Linked DNA regions of Zea mays: all the other regions are linked to region 1. Evidence: chromatin contacts called from public Hi-C data. All regions are on one chromosome and are shown on one strand. Each heading gives the region's core, a stretch centred on a gene start, on an enhancer-like site or on the middle of the called end of the contact. The rest is flanking DNA. Distances are from core to core; before and after follow the strand shown. Region 1 holds the start of LOC103650408 (serine/threonine-protein kinase D6PKL1). Region 2 holds the start of LOC100273544 (Auxin response factor 2). Region 3 holds the start of LOC100272797 (Nuclear pore complex protein NUP1).

Region 1 (3,207 bases), core at 196-2,695:
ATTCTTGGCAGCTCAAGACCTTTCTTGTTCCTTGCTCCCGTGGATCGATACTAGTTACTTACCTTTAATCTTACCTTAGTGTCTTTTACCTAACCTACTCGCTCGCTGAGCTTTTTTTTTATCTTGGTTATTGGTTTTTTACTCAAGTTAGAGCTTTTCTTTCGTGGTTTTTTTGTTGGTGTTTTTTTATTACTCCCTCCATTTTTTAGGGAAATTTGGATCCATACCATTAAAAGATCACCACTTTGGATCCATACCATTACTATCTCACTTACATGTGGGTCCACATGAGTCAATGACATGTGGGGTCCATGGTATATATCTAAAGTTTGAATCTTTTAATGGTATAGATCCAATTGTTCCTTTTTTTTATTTTGACGTTTTGTAGTACATTTTGTACTATAGCGTCAAATATTGAAAGACAGAGGCAGTATTTCGTATTCGACTGTATACCGTTTATTTGATTTACTGCTTGTTTTAGAGATTATACTCTCGTACAATATTTTTTTAAATATATATTCGTAAGTAAAATATAACATTTGTATAATACTTGTTAAGTATACGCTACATTCTCTTCCTCCGACATATGGAGAGAGAGGGGTTAACAAAATAATTGTGTGTGATGATGCTATCATTTCATAATTGCAATATATTGCTAACAAATACAACCCTTATTTTTTTCAAAGAACTAAAGAATTTTAATTTAGTTAAATCTATATAAAAACTTTTGACGTTTGAAATATTATATACGCTATTCACCACTTCAATTCAAGTGAAACTTCACCTAATTACCGATAATGACTAAGCGGTATTCAGTCATTTCTGAAAATTAGTAAGTGTTCTTACTTCGGCTCGGTGAAGTTAGGTGACAAATAATGCTGCACTATATAGAATAAGCATTATTATATTGATTATATAATATAAATATACAGTAAATCTAATTATAAACATCAATATTAATATTTTATATAAATTTATTTAAAATATAAAATATTAAATTAGTCAAAATCTAGAATTGTATTTTTTGATGGAAGCGTTAAACCAGCAAGCAATATCTATTAAGATAATTCGTTTAGGGGTAACGGAATCTACGCTATAAAATATTAATTTAGGGGTAACAGAATCTACGCTATAAAATTAAGGATCGAATTAGATTAGAATTGAACTTTATATCTATTCATTTTTAAACTAAAAATATTAAGAACCCTAATTTATTATGAAAATATACTCCATCTGTCCTATTATATAATTCGTTTTGATGTTTTTTTATTTAAATAGATATTAATAAATCTAGACACATATATAATATATCAAATATTGTATAAATCTATTAACATCTTAAAATCTTAAAAATAAATATTATTTTGGTATTAAGAGAGTATTTGGACTGTGCTATCACACTATTTGCAGCCGGTTTAGATCATGATTCGACGGCCGAGGACCCGCCCAAACGGCACCGGGAGTTGCCACTGGTGGCCCTCTCCAGTCTGCACGGAGGATCCTGGACGCCCTATATGCCGACTCGTCTCCTCTCTCTCTTTCTCTTTAAGTCTCTACCCCTTTCTCTCTCCTCTGTGTGCTCCTTGCCCTCTATACACCAGTACACCTCCGAAGCCGCCATTCCAGCAGCTGAGCTCGTCCTGCCAGGACGCAGTGCCAAGTGCCAACGGCACCACTATTCCACCGCCTGTGCCCCTTCCACGCGTGGAGATCTGAGCCGGCATTTCCTGGTAATCTTCAGCAACCAGCTCCGCTCTTGAGCCGCTCTCCCGATCCTAAATCCGGTACATGGGTGAGGCTGGGTTCAGATTAGTTGCGAATTTGCTGTTTCGGCAGGGTTCATAGCGGCTCCGCGAAATGCGGTATCGTTAGAGCCGAGTTGGCGCCGCCGCCGTTTGGATCTGGAGCTAGCTTCGTGTATTTCTCCATGAGCAGAAAAGTTTCAGTTTTTCCTCTCCTTTTCCTGTGTTTTAGTAGATCTAACTGGTCTGTTCGTTCTGCGAGAGGCAGTTGTCCCTGTTTCCATTTTCGTTTCTTCTGCCTGCTGATTCGTAACGGTGAGCGAAAATGGGTTCTTTGTGGAGAATCTGGCCTTCTGTCACCCCCCCCCCCCCCCCCCCCCCCCCCCCCCCCCCCCCTCCCCCCCCTAAACTCTGGCTTCCAAAAATTTTTATTTGCACTACCCCTGCTTGCCAGTTAGTTGATTAGGTTATCAAGTGTATATTTCTCTTTGGCGCCTTGCGTTCTCGCCTCTGAATTTATTTTTTTTTCTAAATTCCTCAGCAGTTTTAAAGACGTAGTTGTCGCTATGTCTCAATCACTAACTTTGGACCTTATGGTCTTTGCAGGGTGTGCGCTGGTTGCTGCGCTTGCCATTAAAAGGCTACTTTTCTGGGAGCTCCCTGGTGCTCTCATCTTGGAAGACGTTCAGTGGAAGGTGCAGGCTTGCCTGCCCAGGATGCCCCTGCCGGCGACGGACTGAGTTGGCGTATTCCTTGTCTGCCAGTGTTGAATTAGTCTAATTGGGCCATGGAGTCATCTGGCTGTAGCTCTGAGATAGTTGAGTCCACCGAGGAATTCGATACTACACCCTCTGGTGGATCCAGCTTGCTGCATATTAAACTCAAAGATGAGGAGAAACGCGGCAAAAGTCATGATTATTCTGTGGAAGATGACCTCGACCAGCTCCTTAAAGCTATCGATAGCAGGACCTTCCGACGCGCGCTTAGTCCTGGCAGTACAGGTGGAGATGCGCTGGGTAAGAGTGTTCTGAAGAAACCAGCTAGGTCTGGGTTGTCTCAAAATGCAGGCATTGGGATATCCTCCAAGGCTGTTAATATGAAGCAAGCGCTAAGAAGGCTATGCATTTCCCAGGCATCAGAAATGGCTGCAATGAAGAGGTTGTCGATGTCACCTGGATCTTCAAGTTCATCCGAAGCTGGGACTATCCACAGGCTTTATGCCTCTTTGATGGTCCAAAGTAGTTCTGAGGGTCTTCTGCATGATGATGAGAAGATGAACCTGATTGAAGTATCGATCACTCCAGAGAAGATTGATAAGAGTTCATCTAGAGGTACAAGTGAGTTCAGTGAAGACTGTGAATTTGAGACAGCTGATGGAAGTGCAGTCACCTCTACCTCTATCTGTTCTGCTTCGTCAACCTACACCGATATTAGGAAGATCAGAATCCAAGATGTCATCATTGGT
Region 2 (3,207 bases), core at 375-2,874, 500 kb after region 1:
CCTCATGCGACTCAATGACTCTTCAACCAAACAAAGGATGGAGCCGCTCTGTTTCAGTTCACTCTGCAACCAAACAAAAAAACAGAGCCGCTTCGTTCCGGCTTACCAAACACAGAACAGAGCGGCTCCGTTCCTAGAATCAGGGATGGAACGACTCCATTCTACTTGGCTCCTCAACCAAACACTACCTTTGTTTTTCTAGAAAAATAAGGCACCAAGACCAAGTCCAAGCAGCACAATGCAAAGCTAGGGATGACAATGGGCTGGGTTCGGATCGAGTAGAGTAAATACCCGTCCGCGACCATACCCGCGGGGATTATCCATATCCGCCCATGACTATACCCACAGGTAAAATTTTATACCCATACCCATCGGGTATCGGGCGGATATCGGGTATCCGTCGGGTATAGCAGCTTGGTGCATTCTCCCTAAATGAAGTCTAGTGCAGTTCTGAGCGTCGCACATCGCCATGATCACCGGAGGCATATAATGTTGTTGCATAGTGCAGTCATGTAGATGTAGCCCTGGACATGTGTTGCTAATGTTTTTTTGTTAATAAACTTCCAACTCGTCAAAATCGAAGAGTAGCTAGCATAGTCGTCTGTGTATTAACACTCTCTTAGCTCAAGTACTTGTACTAGATAGCACTGGTACTACGTACTGGTACTTTATCAAATGTACTTGCACTAGTACTAAAACCAGATCAGAAGCATCAACAGACAGGGAGGTAGGATGAGCTGTCGAGGATGGAAGGCTAGCTAGCGTACTGGTAGTTTGAAAATCTAAAATCACTATTTTCGGATATCCGTCAGGTACCCGCGGGTAAGAAATCAAATCCGTACCGGATCCGTAATAAAATCCGGTCGGGCATGGGTAAGACTCATGGGTCAAATTTTATGTCTGAACACGTACCCGACGGGTCGGATATCCGACGGATATCCGAACCCACGGGTAAAATTGTTATCCCTACGCAAAGCTCGCCGATTAGACGAGCATTGGATCCTCAGCCCCTCACTCGCAAGCACCAATAGCCGGCTGACAGCGCCAATGGTTCCAAACCGCGTCTACCTCGGGCTTACCGGTGTCTTTCTCGACGCTAGGTGGCAGGTTATCAAAACTATACAGTCTATTAACAGACTAAACAGATAATTAAACAGTTTAAACAAAAAAGGAAACAGAAACTATTCACTGACATGTAGCGTTTGTCCGTGTGTACAGTAGATAAACTAAATGATCGTTTAGTCAAACATTGCCTCTGACCGGACCAACGCGCGGAGAGCGGCGCCCAACGCTGCTGCCAAAAGCACGCAAGCAAACATGGCAGTCGGGCTTGGCGTCCGTACAAACATAACAAAAAGCGGCGGCAGCAGTAATACAATTAAATATCTTACCCTGCCCCTTGCCCGCGGGGGAGAGACAGGCCCATGCACCCGGACCCGGGCCCGGCCCGGAACAACCAGGTGGGTGCAGCACACCGGCTGCCTTGGGGCGGTCGTGGTGGGCAACGCGAGGCGGCTGAAACTGACACACACAGACACACTCTCTCCCTCTTCCTCCCCTCGCTCTCTTGCAGTCTTGCTCACACAGCACATAGCACACACACGACACGCTGCGAGAGGGGTAAAGAACTTAGAAGGGCAGGCAGGAGAAGCGACACAGGAAACTGACGTCGCCTTCGGCGGCCTGCTACTTAAATAAATCCCCTCGCCTCGCCTCCGGCTGCCTCTTCCCTTTTTCCTTCCGCGCAAATCACTCAGGTGCCAGTTGCGCGGCGGAGATCGCGACGAATTCCGGACGGCAGGGAGGTGGTCGGGGGAACTGGGAAGTGCATGTGAGATCCGATGGCGGCGGCTGCCTGCGCCGGTGGGTGTGCGTGTCGCTCGCTGCTGGTTCGGGTGCTTGGGGCCCGGGCCTCCCCACCTCCAAGGGGTTTAGGTTTGTCTGTGACGAGGTTTATGTGCTTCTTTTGCCTGGGCGTGCAGGTGCGGAAGCAGGACGCGGATGCGGAGGGAAGGACGCGCTGTTCGTCGAGCTGTGGAAGGCCTGCGCGGGGCCGCTGTCCTGCGTGCCGCCGCTTGGGGAGAAGGTCTACTACCTCCCGCAGGGCCACATCGAGCAGGTGAGGCAGACAGGGAGGGAGGGTGCCCTGGCGATGCCCGTCTCTCGTTATTGATGTGGGTGCCGCCGCTGTATCCTCGCGTTTTTCGAAGCGCTTTTGGGTTACGCATGTGTGCATGCGTCGGAATCCTCGCCGAATTTCGCGTGATCGCAGCGGATTCCAGGGTTTGGAGGGGTTTAGGCGCGGGGTTATTTGATATGAGCGCGACGGGGTCCCTGTGCGGTGCGTGCCCTCGATTTGGGAAATTCCGGGCTCGCGCCTGCGCCGTGGCCCCGGATTTCAAGTCCTCGTCGTCCGCAACTTGGATTCGTGGTTCGGCTTCCTGTGAAGCCCGCGCATGTGCATGGAATCGTGGACTGTGAGGGGAATTGTCTCTGGCTTTTGGGGTTGATTCGCATGGCCGCTGCAGTCTGCGCTGGGGTTTTGCTTTTGATTTGGAGGGTTCGGCAGTTCTGATTTTGACGCGTAGGCACTTTGTCGCTCAGACCTCAAAGTCCCATGCGTCTTCTGATTTGGGGATTTTTTTTCTAGGTTTGACAGGTCCTCGGATACGTTTACTGGTCATTCCAGTGAGCTCATATGATGTTTTTTTTTCATTTCATTTGACCCTAGAGGCTTGGTCTTTCTTTAGTGCCTCTGCCTCGAATGGTATTACGAATCAGCGCCTTTATTGTTTTTTAATGCCATCCAAAGCTCCGCAATTTTTTACTTAGATATGCGGTGATTCCTCTTTCTAAGATTCTTGCGCTGCTCTATGTGATTTGGGGCGCTGATTGTGCGGGATTCTGTTGGTTTCTGCTGTGCTCAGGTGGAGGCATCGACGAACCAGCTTGCCGAGCAGCAGGGCACGCCCCTCTACAACCTGCCATGGAAGATTCCCTGCAAGCTCATGAACATCGAACTGAAGGTAACAACATAGCTTCTTTGCTGTTCACTGTAGAATGTTGTGAATGCATATTCTTTTTCCTCGTTTCCTTTGCTAGGTTGAGCCGGATACTGATGAGGTGTACGCCCAGCTCACCCTGCTCCCTGATAAGGTGGGTAACTTCTGGTTTTGCTTTATGCGTGCTCAGACTTGGAATGCTCAG
Region 3 (3,207 bases), core at 326-2,825, 260 kb before region 1:
AAATTGAATGTCCAAAAGTAAATTAATTACCATTAGAACTGATCAGGGTGTTACTTAAAATAAACAGAGTTTTTTTCCTAGCAGAAATGTTAAACAAACGGCAAGACCCTTTAGCCCCAATCATGTTGAGAGGGGTCTAGAGTTGATACCCAACAAGGGCCACCAACAAAAGGGGGCTCAGGAACTAAGCCACAGAAGACATAAAATTGGAAGTCGAAAGTTACTTAAAACAAACAGAGATTTGTTTTCCTAGTATAATAAATATAAGTAAATAATCTGTTCTACTCCCCCAGTCCAAATTAAAGTTCACTTCGGCTTTCTCCTAAATCAAACTTCTCAAACTTTGCCTTTGCCTGGGTTTTTAGAAAAAATATGTTATGAACTATAAGCTCAAGCAAATACTCAATCAAAATATATATCATGGAGAATTTAATGAAACTAATTTGATGTTATATATGTTGGTGTATTTTTCTATAATCTTGGTCAAAATAGAGATGTTTGGCTTAGGACAAAGACAAAATGAACTATGATTTAGAATGGAGGAAGTAGATGCTAAAAAATCAATAAAGCCTTCAGAAACAAGCTAAAATTGCAGGCTTGGAATAGACTCATAAAATGATCCTGAGGAAATGTTTTGAATTGAGTTAATTAATGAAAATAGTGCTTAACTGCTTATGGCAAACTCAGAGTCTAGTTGTATTAACTTATAAATCGTTTTGACAATCACTCAAATAAAGTAAAAATAAACAAAAATACATTATGAATTTATTGATTCAGCTTACATTGGCAGCCACTCCACCGTTTTCTTCACATTCTGGACGATCATCCACTATAGATTGAAAAGGGAAAAGTATGTTAGCTTGCCAGCAATAAATCAACGACACACTAGAAAAACAATACCACTCAGAGCATACTACATTCCAATAGTATCCCAAATCCATACTGAAAAATATGATAACTCGCTAACTTATTTAGCGCAGAAGCCAGAGTAAACGCCCAAATTCTGATAGCCAATAGCCCACAGGCTACATGCACAAGTAACATCTTAATCAAGTGTTGACTAAAGCTAAAATAGGTATTTCAACAGAGAAAATAGTACCAATCTCTAGGCTACAATCGCACGAACACTGAGCAAGCAGCAGAGCAACCGCAAACAATAAAAAATATGCAGAGAAAAACCTAAAGGTGGGGGAAGCGGCGAAGGCGGCTCGACGACTGGCAGCTGGTCGCGCGTTGGCGACGGGGCCGGCGCGGCTTGCTGAGGTTGAGACGTGCTGAAGCTGAACAAGGAGGGAAGGAATCGCGAGGTGCCGGCGGCTATGATCCGGGACAGCCACCCGCCCTCATGCGAAACCGCCGCCGTGGCGGTTCCAGGAGCGTGGGTCGGGGCGGTGGCCGGTCGAGCATATGGTGACGCAGCCACGGCGCGAGAGGGAGGGTAGCGGCGGATTTTGCCGCCGGTGCCGGCGCCGCTGCCGTAGTTGTATCGCTGGGACTCCATGCAACGGCGCTGTGGAGCTAGGGTTTCGCCGTATCGCGGGCGGCAAATCAGATAGCCGAACTTCACCCGCAGCGATGTATGCCTGCAGTCATGGGCATCGGACCGTCCGTTCCCATTCAACATCCAACGGCTAGACGCGGGGGCTGATCCTCGGCCCACGAAGAGAGAGCGTTTACACCATTCCAGTTCTGGATTAGCATCGATTGAAATTAAATCTATGTCATAATTCATACTTTAAAATAGTCCAAAACTACTTAAAAATTTTATTCGGTTAAATTCATCATAAAATATATCCAATGGTTTAGGAATTTTTTAAACTATGGATGTCGGCGTTTTGGACCTGCGAGGACCGTCAACCGACCAGTAAATTTGTTGTCGCGCGAGGGAGCGAGGGCGAGAAAGAGAGAGAGAGTCTCTGCGTGCTGTCTGTCTCGTCTGCCCCGCCTGTCCTCGACGTCCAACGTTGTCAGTGTTGCAACGTGTGTCCGTGACGTGCCTTAGGAAGGCCCTGGACATCCCCTTTTATAGATACAAGGAGATGCCCAGTTGTACAATGGGGTGTAGCTGCGAGCTAACGTGGCCGTCGGAGAAGCGCCTTGAGCCCTGTACACGAGCTATCGTGGCCGACGGAGAAGTGCCTTGAGCCCTGTAAAAGCACAGCTGTCGGCGTGGCATGGATACTGCTGACGTTGTCTTGCTTTCGTAGGAGGTTGAGAGCAATCCGACGTCATGGGCGCACGCGGGGAACCATCATTACCTGTTACCGGAGTAACCTTAGATGGGACACCAGTCTTGTTCCTTCATAGCCTGAGGCAACTAGCTAGGAGTAGGGTAATGATGTATCCCCTGTAGCGTAGTCGGTCCGAGGCCCAGGTCGGGCGAGGCGGAGACTTCTCTTGAGGCCGAGGCTGGGCTCGGGCGGGGTTGTGACTCCTCCCGAGGTCGAGGCCTGGGGTCGGGCGAGGCGGAGATCTTTTTCCGAGGCCGAGGCTGAGGCCGAGGCCTGAGGTCAGGCGAGGCGGAGCTCCTTGTTGCGCCCGAGGCCGAACTCGTGGGAGATCGTGACTCAGTTTCATCCTGGTGGTTGGCACGGTAGCCGGAGCGGGGTGAACGGCGTTGTTTTCCTGTCAGATCGGCCAGTAAAGGGGCGAAGTGACTGTGGTCACTTCGACCTTACCGACTGAGGCACGCGTGTCAGGATAAGGTGTCAGCCGATCCCCGCATTAAATGTGCACGCGATATGGTCGGCTGGTAAGGCGATTTGGCCAAGGTCGCTGCACGACAAAGTCTGCCCAAGCTAGGCTTCAGGCGAGCCGAGGGTGCGCTCATCGCCTGAGGGGACCCTCGGGCGAGGCGTGAACCCGTCCGGGACTACTGTTCTCGCCCAAGGCTGGGCTCGGATGAGGTTGCGTCCCTTGGTAGGCGTGGCCTTGACTTGAACCGCGCTTTATCAGCCGCGTATGGTTTGTTCTGAAGATGCTTTCCAACCGGATTAAGGAGCATTGGGGGTACCCCTAATTACGGTACCCGACAGTAGCCCCCGAGCCTCAAAGGGAGTGCGGGCACTCGCTTGGAGGTTCTGCCGGATTTTTGCAAGGGGACCGGCCCTTCTCGGTTATATTTTGTTCCGGTGGGTGCGCGCGAGCGCACCCGCCGGATGTAGCCCCCGAGGCCTCGGAGGAGTGGTTTGACTCCTCTGAGGTCTT

The links. Hi-C and Micro-C count contacts between places; a contact is called where the count stands out from the background.
Region 2: a contact with region 1 is called in a Hi-C map of endosperm, with 3 times the contacts expected there. The contact joins the promoter of LOC100273544 here to the promoter of LOC103650408 in region 1. A contact is called at or near these places in 6 of 25 Hi-C or Micro-C datasets (ear, endosperm, leaf and 1 more).
Region 3: a Hi-C map of endosperm shows a contact between it and region 1, with 4 times the contacts expected there. The contact joins the promoter of LOC100272797 here to the promoter of LOC103650408 in region 1. A contact is called at or near these places in 7 of 25 Hi-C or Micro-C datasets (bundle sheath, ear, endosperm and 3 more) and 1 of 3 datasets of contacts at active chromatin or transcription factors (leaf).

What each region holds. Positions count from the first base shown.
Region 1 is chr3:95,303,138-95,306,344 of Zm-B73-REFERENCE-NAM-5.0, reverse strand. LOC103650408 (serine/threonine-protein kinase D6PKL1) reads left to right here and starts at 1,445. Exons shown (of 3, transcript XM_008675976.4): 1 at 1,445-1,730; 2 at 2,349-3,207. The coding sequence starts at 2,530.
Region 2 is chr3:94,806,416-94,809,622 of Zm-B73-REFERENCE-NAM-5.0, reverse strand. It overlaps LOC100273544 (Auxin response factor 2), which reads left to right and starts at 1,624. Exons shown (of 15, transcript NM_001320084.1): 1 at 1,624-1,863; 2 at 1,983-2,119; 3 at 2,928-3,026; 4 at 3,103-3,156. The coding sequence starts at 1,842.
Region 3 is chr3:95,568,187-95,571,393 of Zm-B73-REFERENCE-NAM-5.0, reverse strand. It overlaps LOC100272797 (Nuclear pore complex protein NUP1), which reads right to left and starts at 1,575. Exons shown (of 8, transcript NM_001360114.1): 1 at 1,180-1,575; 2 at 783-829. The coding sequence starts at 1,501.